2 separate regions of the Mus musculus genome follow, and region 2 is linked to region 1. A link is a contact called in public promoter capture Hi-C data. All regions are on one chromosome and are shown on one strand. The core of a region is the stretch at or near the end of the contact, and the rest is flanking DNA. Distances in the headings are between cores, read along the strand shown.

What was found. Promoter capture Hi-C pulls out the DNA fragments that hold promoters and counts their contacts.
Region 2: a promoter capture Hi-C map of neural stem cells shows a contact between it and region 1. The contact joins the promoter of Sox2 here to the promoter of Dnajc19 in region 1. A contact is called at or near these places in 8 of 39 promoter capture datasets (the 3T3-L1 cell line, cranial neural crest, embryonic stem cells and 5 more), 1 of 15 datasets of contacts at CTCF or cohesin (stem cell-derived epiblast-like cells), 8 of 484 Hi-C or Micro-C datasets (adipose-derived mesenchymal stem cells, embryonic fibroblasts, nephron progenitors and 4 more), 10 of 115 datasets of contacts at active chromatin or transcription factors (SST interneurons, astrocytes, embryonic brain and 5 more) and 1 of 9 other capture datasets (embryonic stem cells).

Annotation. Positions count from the first base shown.
Region 1 is chr3:34,078,957-34,083,063 of GRCm38.p6, reverse strand. It overlaps Dnajc19 (DnaJ heat shock protein family (Hsp40) member C19), which reads left to right and starts at 1,710. Exons shown (of 6, transcript NM_026332.4): 1 at 1,710-1,878; 2 at 2,782-2,833; 3 at 2,907-2,980; 4 at 3,780-3,859. The coding sequence starts at 1,876.
Region 2 is chr3:34,647,722-34,651,828 of GRCm38.p6, reverse strand. It overlaps Sox2 (SRY (sex determining region Y)-box 2), which reads right to left and starts at 1,834. Exons shown (of 1, transcript NM_011443.4): 1 at 1-1,834. The coding sequence starts at 1,413. The coding sequence ends at 454. All of the region lies in intron 3 of Sox2ot (SOX2 overlapping transcript (non-protein coding)), which reads right to left. RefSeq lists a promoter at 1,597-2,347.

The sequences.
Region 1 (4,107 bases), core at 461-2,960:
CAAATAAAAATCACTACCCAAAAAAAGGCAAGGGCAAAAGACTTGAATAGACATTTTTTCCAAAGATGCATATACATATTTATTAAGCATATAAAAAGGCACTCCATATTATTGATCAAAAGAAACTCAAGTCAAAAGTCCAATGAGTTACCACCTCATACTCATTAGGATGCCTGCAATTCAATAAAAACCCAGAAACTATCAAATATGGATGTGGATCGAGGCCCTCATCCACCAACTACCTTCCCTTTCAGGAATATAACAGTAACTACATTGCTCACCTTTCCTTTGCTGTGGCAAAATGACTGACAGAATTACCTCACATTGGAAAAATAACTGGCTCACAGTCTCAGAGCTGACAAGGCATAGTCGTCTGATCCCATTGTTTCTGGATGTGTGGTGAAGCAGAACCTTAGGATGGGGAATGTCGGACCTACCAGCAGAGATGAATGATGGCCAAGAAGCAAAGAAAGGGAGGAGCTAGAGACAAGAACCTGCTCCGCATAACTATGATTCAGCTACGTCCCCATCACCTCCCACCATCCACCAAGCCAAGAACCAACTGATCAATCCACTCATCTTCTTAGAGCCTTTCGATCCAGTTACCTTCCCAATACCCTACCTCTAACACATCCCTGCCATGAGTTCTTAACACACACACACAAACACACACACACACACACACACACACACACACACGAATCCATGCATGAGCCTCTGAGAGACAGCTCAGATTCAAAGCACGACAAGTGAAAGTCCAATCCTCACAGCATGCCTGGATTTCATGTCTGCCCACCTAGCCAGGAGAAAGGAATAAGTCTCTGCCTAGTTTCTGTACATCCATGCCCACAGACATGACACTCCCCACAGCTACACCACAGAAACAACCCATGAGAAACGGAAAGATAAGCAAAATATGATACATTCACACAATGGTCTTCTGACAACAAAGGGGAGAAGCTTGGGGAAGTAGCAGGCGAAGACTGGCAAGATTAACAGGAATTCATTGACAAAGAACAGCTACCTTAGTTTCTAGCTTCCCTTGGGGTCACATATGGCTTTTATATTCTCACAACTTACAGCCTTTATGCAAAAAGACAGCTCCTAGTCACTTTCCTTCTAGTCAAGTGCATTTGCCATGCTTAGGCCAAACAACCACATGCTGTGAGCAACACAGGTACAAGAAGCTCTTTTAATTACACAAATAGTAAGTCAGGCTAAAACAGGAGAGAAAAAATTCATGGTGAACACACAACAGGAGCTGTATTTTTAGTGAACAAATCTACATAGCCTGAAGCAGACATCAGGAAGGAAGATGGAAAAAAAAAAAAGACTGGAAAAAATCATTTTCCATATCGTTTCTGATGTTTATAGATCTAACTACGTTCCAAGCCAGAAGAAGAAAGATGTCTCTGCAGGCCATGAAGATCAGCCTTGTGGCTTCTTGACATCTACTGGCGACAGCCCAGGGTAGCAAAAGATGCACAGAAGACAAAATAAATGCCTCATGTGAAAAACAACGCTACTTCCACGGGGTGGGCGGAATAACCTATATAAAGCAAAGTTAGGGAGATAGGTTTTAGCGGGAAAGCCTGTTTTAGGGCCGGATATTGGACTTGCAAGTCAGGAATCCCGGGCAGAGGGCATGGCCAGTCCCGCCCCAGTCCGACCTCTCCGTCAACCGGAGTTGGTGAGGCCCTTTGTGCGGCACTTTGTGCGACAGTTCCGACGCACTTTACGGCGCCGCTGCCGTGTTGCGCGGCGCTAGTGGAAGTGGCGGCATCGCTGGCTCGGCCCTGTCGTTCTCCACAGCTGTACCGTGGCGGTGGGCTCGCGCTGGGATGAGCGCGCGGTGCCGAGCCGCGGAGTGGAGTCATGGTGAGTGGTCGGCGCTGACGGGCTCCGAAGGGGCGCTGGGCGGATACGGAGACTGACCTTTACTCCGGCCTCCGGTGGCTCCAGCTGACACCCCTTATCTGCTTGCAGGCAGGCACACGTTTGTGCCTCCTAGGAGGTCGGGCTGTTACCCCACTACCATCTCCGCACTCCTCCCCTCTTTACGGTGGAAATACCTTATGGGATCAGGGAGCCTTTGCAAGCACTGTTTCCAAATCCAGCAGAAATCTTATTTTCACCGGTCTTGTCTAAACTAGAAAGGGGTTCCAATGCCCAAGGGTTAAAGTTCTCTTCCATGGCTGAAAAATCACCATCTTACTGTTGTGGGTAAAGATGACTTACCCTTTTCTTCTTGGTGAAAATCCCATACTCTGACAATAAATTGTGGATAAAAATTGCAGTAGTTTAATTTTTTTTTTTTAAACAGGGTTTCACTTTGTAGTCCTGGAAGTCCCAGAACGTACAGAAATTCACCTGCCAATGTTTCCCAAGTCCGGGGACTAAATGCAAGCCGCCAATGTGCACCACGTCCAACTGCAGTAGTTTTAAAGACATATTTCTATTAGAAAAAAAAATGTTTCTTCCAGCAGACCCTGTGCTGCACTCTGTAAAGTCCCAGTTGCTTAGAGAGCTAGTCGCAAATTCGTGGGCAGCCTGGACAATTTTAGCAAGACTCCACCTCAGAATAAAAGTGTTGGAACTTTGAGAAAGGCTGGAGTTGTAGGCACCTTACCAGCATGAGACACACACTAGGTTCCATCCCTAATCCTGCCCCAAAAGGGAAAAAGAACCCACCTTTCACCAAAATGAAGGTCGTAATGAGTTTGGCTGCGGAATAGGTAGCAATTAAGAGTAGTAAAGACTTGCTCTTCTCCTCCATTACAGGCCAGCACAGTGGTAGCAGTCGGGTTGACCATTGCTGCTGCAGGATTTGCAGGTTTGTCTGTGGGTTGGGGGTGGAGCAGACTGGTTATGCATGGATTTGCTTATTCTGTTGCTTTTGGTTTTAGGCCGTTATGTTTTACAAGCCATGAAGCATGTGGAGCCTCAAGTAAAACAAGTTTTTCAGAGCCTACCAAAATCTGTAAGTGAACCTTCTTGCTAACTAACTTGCCTGTATTTGAAGCCTGGAGCTTGCCTGTAAGGTGAATTCCACAGGTCCATGGAGCTCAGTGTGGAGTTGTAAACCTTGCAATGGGCCACACTGGGAGTTGGTTTTCACATGTGACAACTGAGGGTGGGTGGCCTTTGCAGATTTAGAACGATAGCAGGTAGTTAGCAATTAATTTTACTACATATACTGTTGACCCAGGTTTATCTGTCCAGCTGCCTTCCCTCGTGTTTTGTCACATAGGATAGCTTTGCAGCGATGTTAGATAACGGCTCTGAACTGGGTGTAAAGCACAAAGCTGCTGCTAGTCAGGACTTTGAGAGGCCATGTCATGGAGCTTGGGCAGGAGCATAGGGCCTTGTTGTACATGATCTCTACTAAGGTTAAGATTCTGATGGCATAAATGTCCCTACCATAAAGTCTTATTTTAGTTGTTGCCTTGAATCTTTTCGAGATCTCCAGGTCGTCTTTTGAGACCTTTTGAAACTCCTGTTTTACGGGGATCAAGTTTCTGTCTGGAATATGGATGAGAGTGGCTGCCATTCACTCATCTCCCCTCCCCCCCTCCCATCTTATGTTCTCAAGACACTGTTCCAGTTTAGTTGCAAGAAATGGGTGTTTAACACATCTTAAAATAGTTGGCTACCCCTGGTCAAGCTAAAGTGCCTTGGGAAGTACACTTGTACTTCCCTGAAATGTACCACTTCTTTTACAGATTTAACCAACTTCCATTTACTTCATTAATCTTTTCTTCCAATTCAATTTCTTTCAGGCATTCGGTGGTGGGTACTACAGAGGTGGATTTGAACCCAAAATGACAAAACGGGAAGCAGCATTAATATTAGGTGTAAGGTAAGATGTCTACTCAGTTCTGAGATGTAGGGTAAGGTAATTCCTAGTAGTAATTGAGAATGAAGTAGTTGCTGGGGATAGAACTCACACGTGTAACACTGGGACAGTGCTCACTGCTGCCTGGAGTAATCTAAAGTCTACTCTGGAATGCAAACTAAGCGTTGAATGAGGGTTATGATGTTAACTACATCTAAAGCACTTTTGGTTCTTACGAAGCACATTTTACTGTCTCACACACAGCTTCTCAG
Region 2 (4,107 bases), core at 585-3,084, 570 kb before region 1:
ACAAAAGTTGCTTGCAAATATTAAAACTTTTTTTTCATCGCCCGGAGTCTAGCTCTAAATATTACTGGTAAAGACTTTTGCGAACTCCCTGCGAAGCGCCTAACGTACCACTAGAACTTTAAAAAAAAGTTTTGCGTAGTTTTTTTCCTCCAGATCTATACATGGTCCGATTCCCCCGCCCTCCCCGCCGCCCTCAGGTTTTCTCTGTACAAAAATAGTCCCCCAAAAAGAAGTCCCAAGATCTCTCATAAAAGTTTTCTAGTCGGCATCACGGTTTTTGCGTTAATTTGGATGGGATTGGTGGTTTTTTTCCGCAGCTGTCGTTTCGCTGCGGAGATTTTTTTTCCTTTTGAGCATTATCAGATTTTTCCTACTCTCCTCTTTTTGCACCCCTCCCAATTCCCTTGTATCTCTTTGAAAATCTCTCCCCTTCTCCAGTTCGCAGTCCAGCCCTCACATGTGCGACAGGGGCAGTGTGCCGTTAATGGCCGTGCCGGGCACCGGGCCGCTCTGGTAGTGCTGGGCCATGTGCAGTCTACTGGGCGCAGCGGGCTCCGGCACCTCGGCGCCGGGGAGGTACATGCTGATCATGTCCCGGAGGTCCCCGGCCTGGCAGGGCGCCCTGGAGTGGGAGGAAGAGGTAACCACGGGGGGGCTGGAGCTGGCCTCGGACTTGACCACAGAGCCCATGGAGCCCAGCGCCATACCGGGGGTGCCCTGCTGCGAGTAGGACATGCTGTAGGTGGGCGAGCCGTTCATGTAGGTCTGCGAGCTGGTCATGGAGTTGTACTGCAGGGCGCTGACGTCGTAGCGGTGCATCGGTTGCATCTGTGCCGCGCCGTGAGCGTTGAGGCCCGGGTGCTGCGGGTAGCCCAGCTGCTCCTGCATCATGCTGTAGCTGCCGTTGCTCCAGCCGTTCATGTGCGCGTAGCTGTCCATGCGCTGGTTCACGCCCGCACCCAGGCCGGCGCCCACCCCAACCCCGCTCGCCATGCTGTTCCCGCCGGGGGCCAGCAAGCCTCCGGGAAGCGTGTACTTATCCTTCTTCATGAGCGTCTTGGTTTTCCGCCGCGGCCGGTATTTATAATCCGGGTGCTCCTTCATGTGCAGAGCGCGCAGCCGCTTGGCCTCGTCGATGAACGGCCGCTTCTCGGTCTCGGACAAAAGTTTCCACTCCGCGCCCAGGCGCTTGCTGATCTCCGAGTTGTGCATCTTGGGGTTCTCCTGGGCCATCTTACGCCGCTGCCCCCGGGACCATACCATGAAGGCGTTCATGGGCCTCTTGACGCGGTCCGGGCTGTTCTTCTGGTTGCCGCCGGTCGCCGCCGCCGTGGCGTTGCCTCCTCCGCCGCCGCCCCCCGAAGCTTGCTGCGGGCCCGGCGGCTTCAGCTCCGTCTCCATCATGTTATACATGCGGGCGCTGGGCGGGCGCGGCCCGCCGGCGGCCGCCAACCCTCGGCCCGGCCGGGACTGTGGGGGCCGCGCTCGGGGGCCGGGATGCAGGGGCCGCGGGCGGGGGCCTCGGCGTGCACGGCCCTGCGCGGAGATCTGGCGGAGAATAGTTGGGGGGAAGCGGAGCTCGAGACGGGCGAAGTGCAATTGGGATGAAAAAACAGGCGCTCTCCTCCTCGGGCCGCCGCGATTGTTGTGATTAGTTTTTGGAAAGGCTTAAGCCTCGGGCTCCAAACTTCTCTCCTTTCTTTCTCTCTCCTCTTCTTTCTCCCAGCCCTAGTCTTAAAGAGGCAGCAAAGTACTTTTCCCTTTTTGCAAACACTCTCTTCTCTGCCTTGACAACTCCTGATACTTTTTTGAACAAGTTAATAGACAACCATCCATGTGATGGGGGCTGTCAGGGAATAAATGGGTTTCCGGCGGCCAATCAGCGAGCGCCGGCTCCTGCGCCCGAGCCCAGCCTCGCCAGAGGGTTTTGCATGAAAGGGGGCGGGGCCTGCCGCGCCGCCGAGCCGAGCCCAGCAGAGCGCTGTGCCCCGAACCGCGCGGGGGAGGCGGGCCCGCAGCCGGCCGCTGGGGAACCTTTGTATCCCCCCCCCCCGCCCCCCGTTTTCAGCAACAGGTCACGGCGCACGCCTGTTCGAAGGAAGTGGGTAAACAGCACCAAGACGACAGCTCCTTTCCCCCATGCTACGGAATATTGGCTCTCTCTTGGATACATAAGGGTGGATGGGGCGCGGGAAGCTGGGGCCAGGGTGGGGCAAGGCCCATGGGTGGTTCAGGGCGACTGTCCAACTAGTATTTCAGGAAGCTGGCAGAGCCGGAGGTGGTGTGCCATTGTTTCTGCGCTCATCCGCGGCACTGCGCTCTGTCGCAGCCCCTCTTCCAACCTTGTCGCCAGCACCCACTCACCCCCTCTTCTCACCGTACAGACGAGAAGTTAGACCCAAGCCTCGGGCCTCAGCGCCCTCCTGGCTTCCGTGTCATCGGCTCGGTTCCCAAACACGAGTCCTCTGCCCATGTAGCTGACTGTAGAGCAGAGCTAGGACCAGGCCTTGTTCCCAGCCTTTTCCTAGGCCGACTCAGGTGTGGCTCAAGGAACCGCAGCACGTGTCCTCAACCCCTAATTCCCTACTCCACCAACCTGCCCCATCCAAAGGGTGCAAAGGCAAAGCTGGAACTCTGCTCCCGCTCTTTCTAACTCCCAACCCTGACACAAGAGGATTTTTAGTGGTGGCAGTTTCAGAGGAAACCTTGGGGACGAAAGCATCAACGGAAAGAAGCTCCCGAGTGCAGGGGATGGGGGGAGGGTCACGCAACTTCCTGGCATCCCACCGCGAGGCGCGGAGGTGGCATTTGGGCTGCGCTCACAAACTCCCTCCCACGCAGCGTTCTCAGGATGGGGCAGCGCAGCCGGCATTGCCCCTGCTGACAGGCACGGTGGTAGTCACGAAGGCCCGGCCGAGAGGCGCCGGGGCCTGGGAAGCGCGCGGGGTCCAGAGGTGCAGGTGCAGGCGGAGAGAAGGCCCGCCGAACCCGAGGAGCCGGCACCAAGCAAGCCCAGGCTGTGGGAGAATGGGCTGGGGGCGGGGGTAGGGGTTCAAGAATCTTGCCTGCCCAGGACCCGAGAGGGTAATTTTAGCCGATCTCCCATTGTCCAGACGTAAAGATTTCAATCGGCAGGCGCTCAAAAAGCCCAGAGCCACAGCCCCACGTCCGTTACAAATAGGTAGTTTTGTTTCTCTTGTTGTCGCTACACGGAGTCAAACAAAGCCCCGTCTAAGTTTCCTTCCACTCTCTTGTTGGAACCTTTGTGGCTAAAATGCACTTGGGTACAAAAGAGGGGAGAGAAGGAAGAAAGTCCTGATGCCATTTTTTTTTTTTTTTTAAATAAAGAGCTTAAACCATCAGGGTTACTTATTTTCTTTCTTTCTTTCTTTTTTTTCCCTGCAATACTCTCGCGGCCCCTCCTCCCCTCATCTACCCCAACTCTGCCTAAAGAAAACGTTCACAAGGGTATCTGCCGGCCACGCTCCGCTCATTGTCCTTACAAACTGCCCTGTTTATCCTTCCCTCTCTGCCCACCAACGCCTCTTCCCCACCCCCACATCTCCAATCCCCATTCTCCCAGGCTTGGCTGTTATTGTCACACTCAGCTAACTATGCCCACTTTAGACCCAGAAAAATTGTGGTAAAGAAATTCTGTAAACTTGAAATAAATAATTTCTTCTCTAGTCCACCCCTCTCACTGCCCCAGGTTCTCCTTAAGTTTTGGTTGCTTTAGTTCTTGGGAACCCGGAAAGGACTTATAGAAACGCGTAAATATTTGGGACTCTTCAAATTAAAGCATTGTTTTCTCCTTAATCGGGGTGTACTATTACGCTCAACACGAATCTCTGGAGACCAGAGCAAAGGTTGAGCCAGGGAAGGCGGCCACCGACTTTTCAGCGCGCCTAGTTTCTGAGATGTGGCTGCTGCGCCCCCTGCTGGTGGACTTGCTTTTACTAGAGTGCTTTTACCTTTAAAAGAAGGTGTGTAAAAATAAAGTTAAAAAAAAAAAAACCGAGGAGGATGGAAGATCAAACTAATTACACATAATCTAAACAAAAGAAAAGTTAACATATCATATAAGCCGTGGGACGAAATCATAAGAAT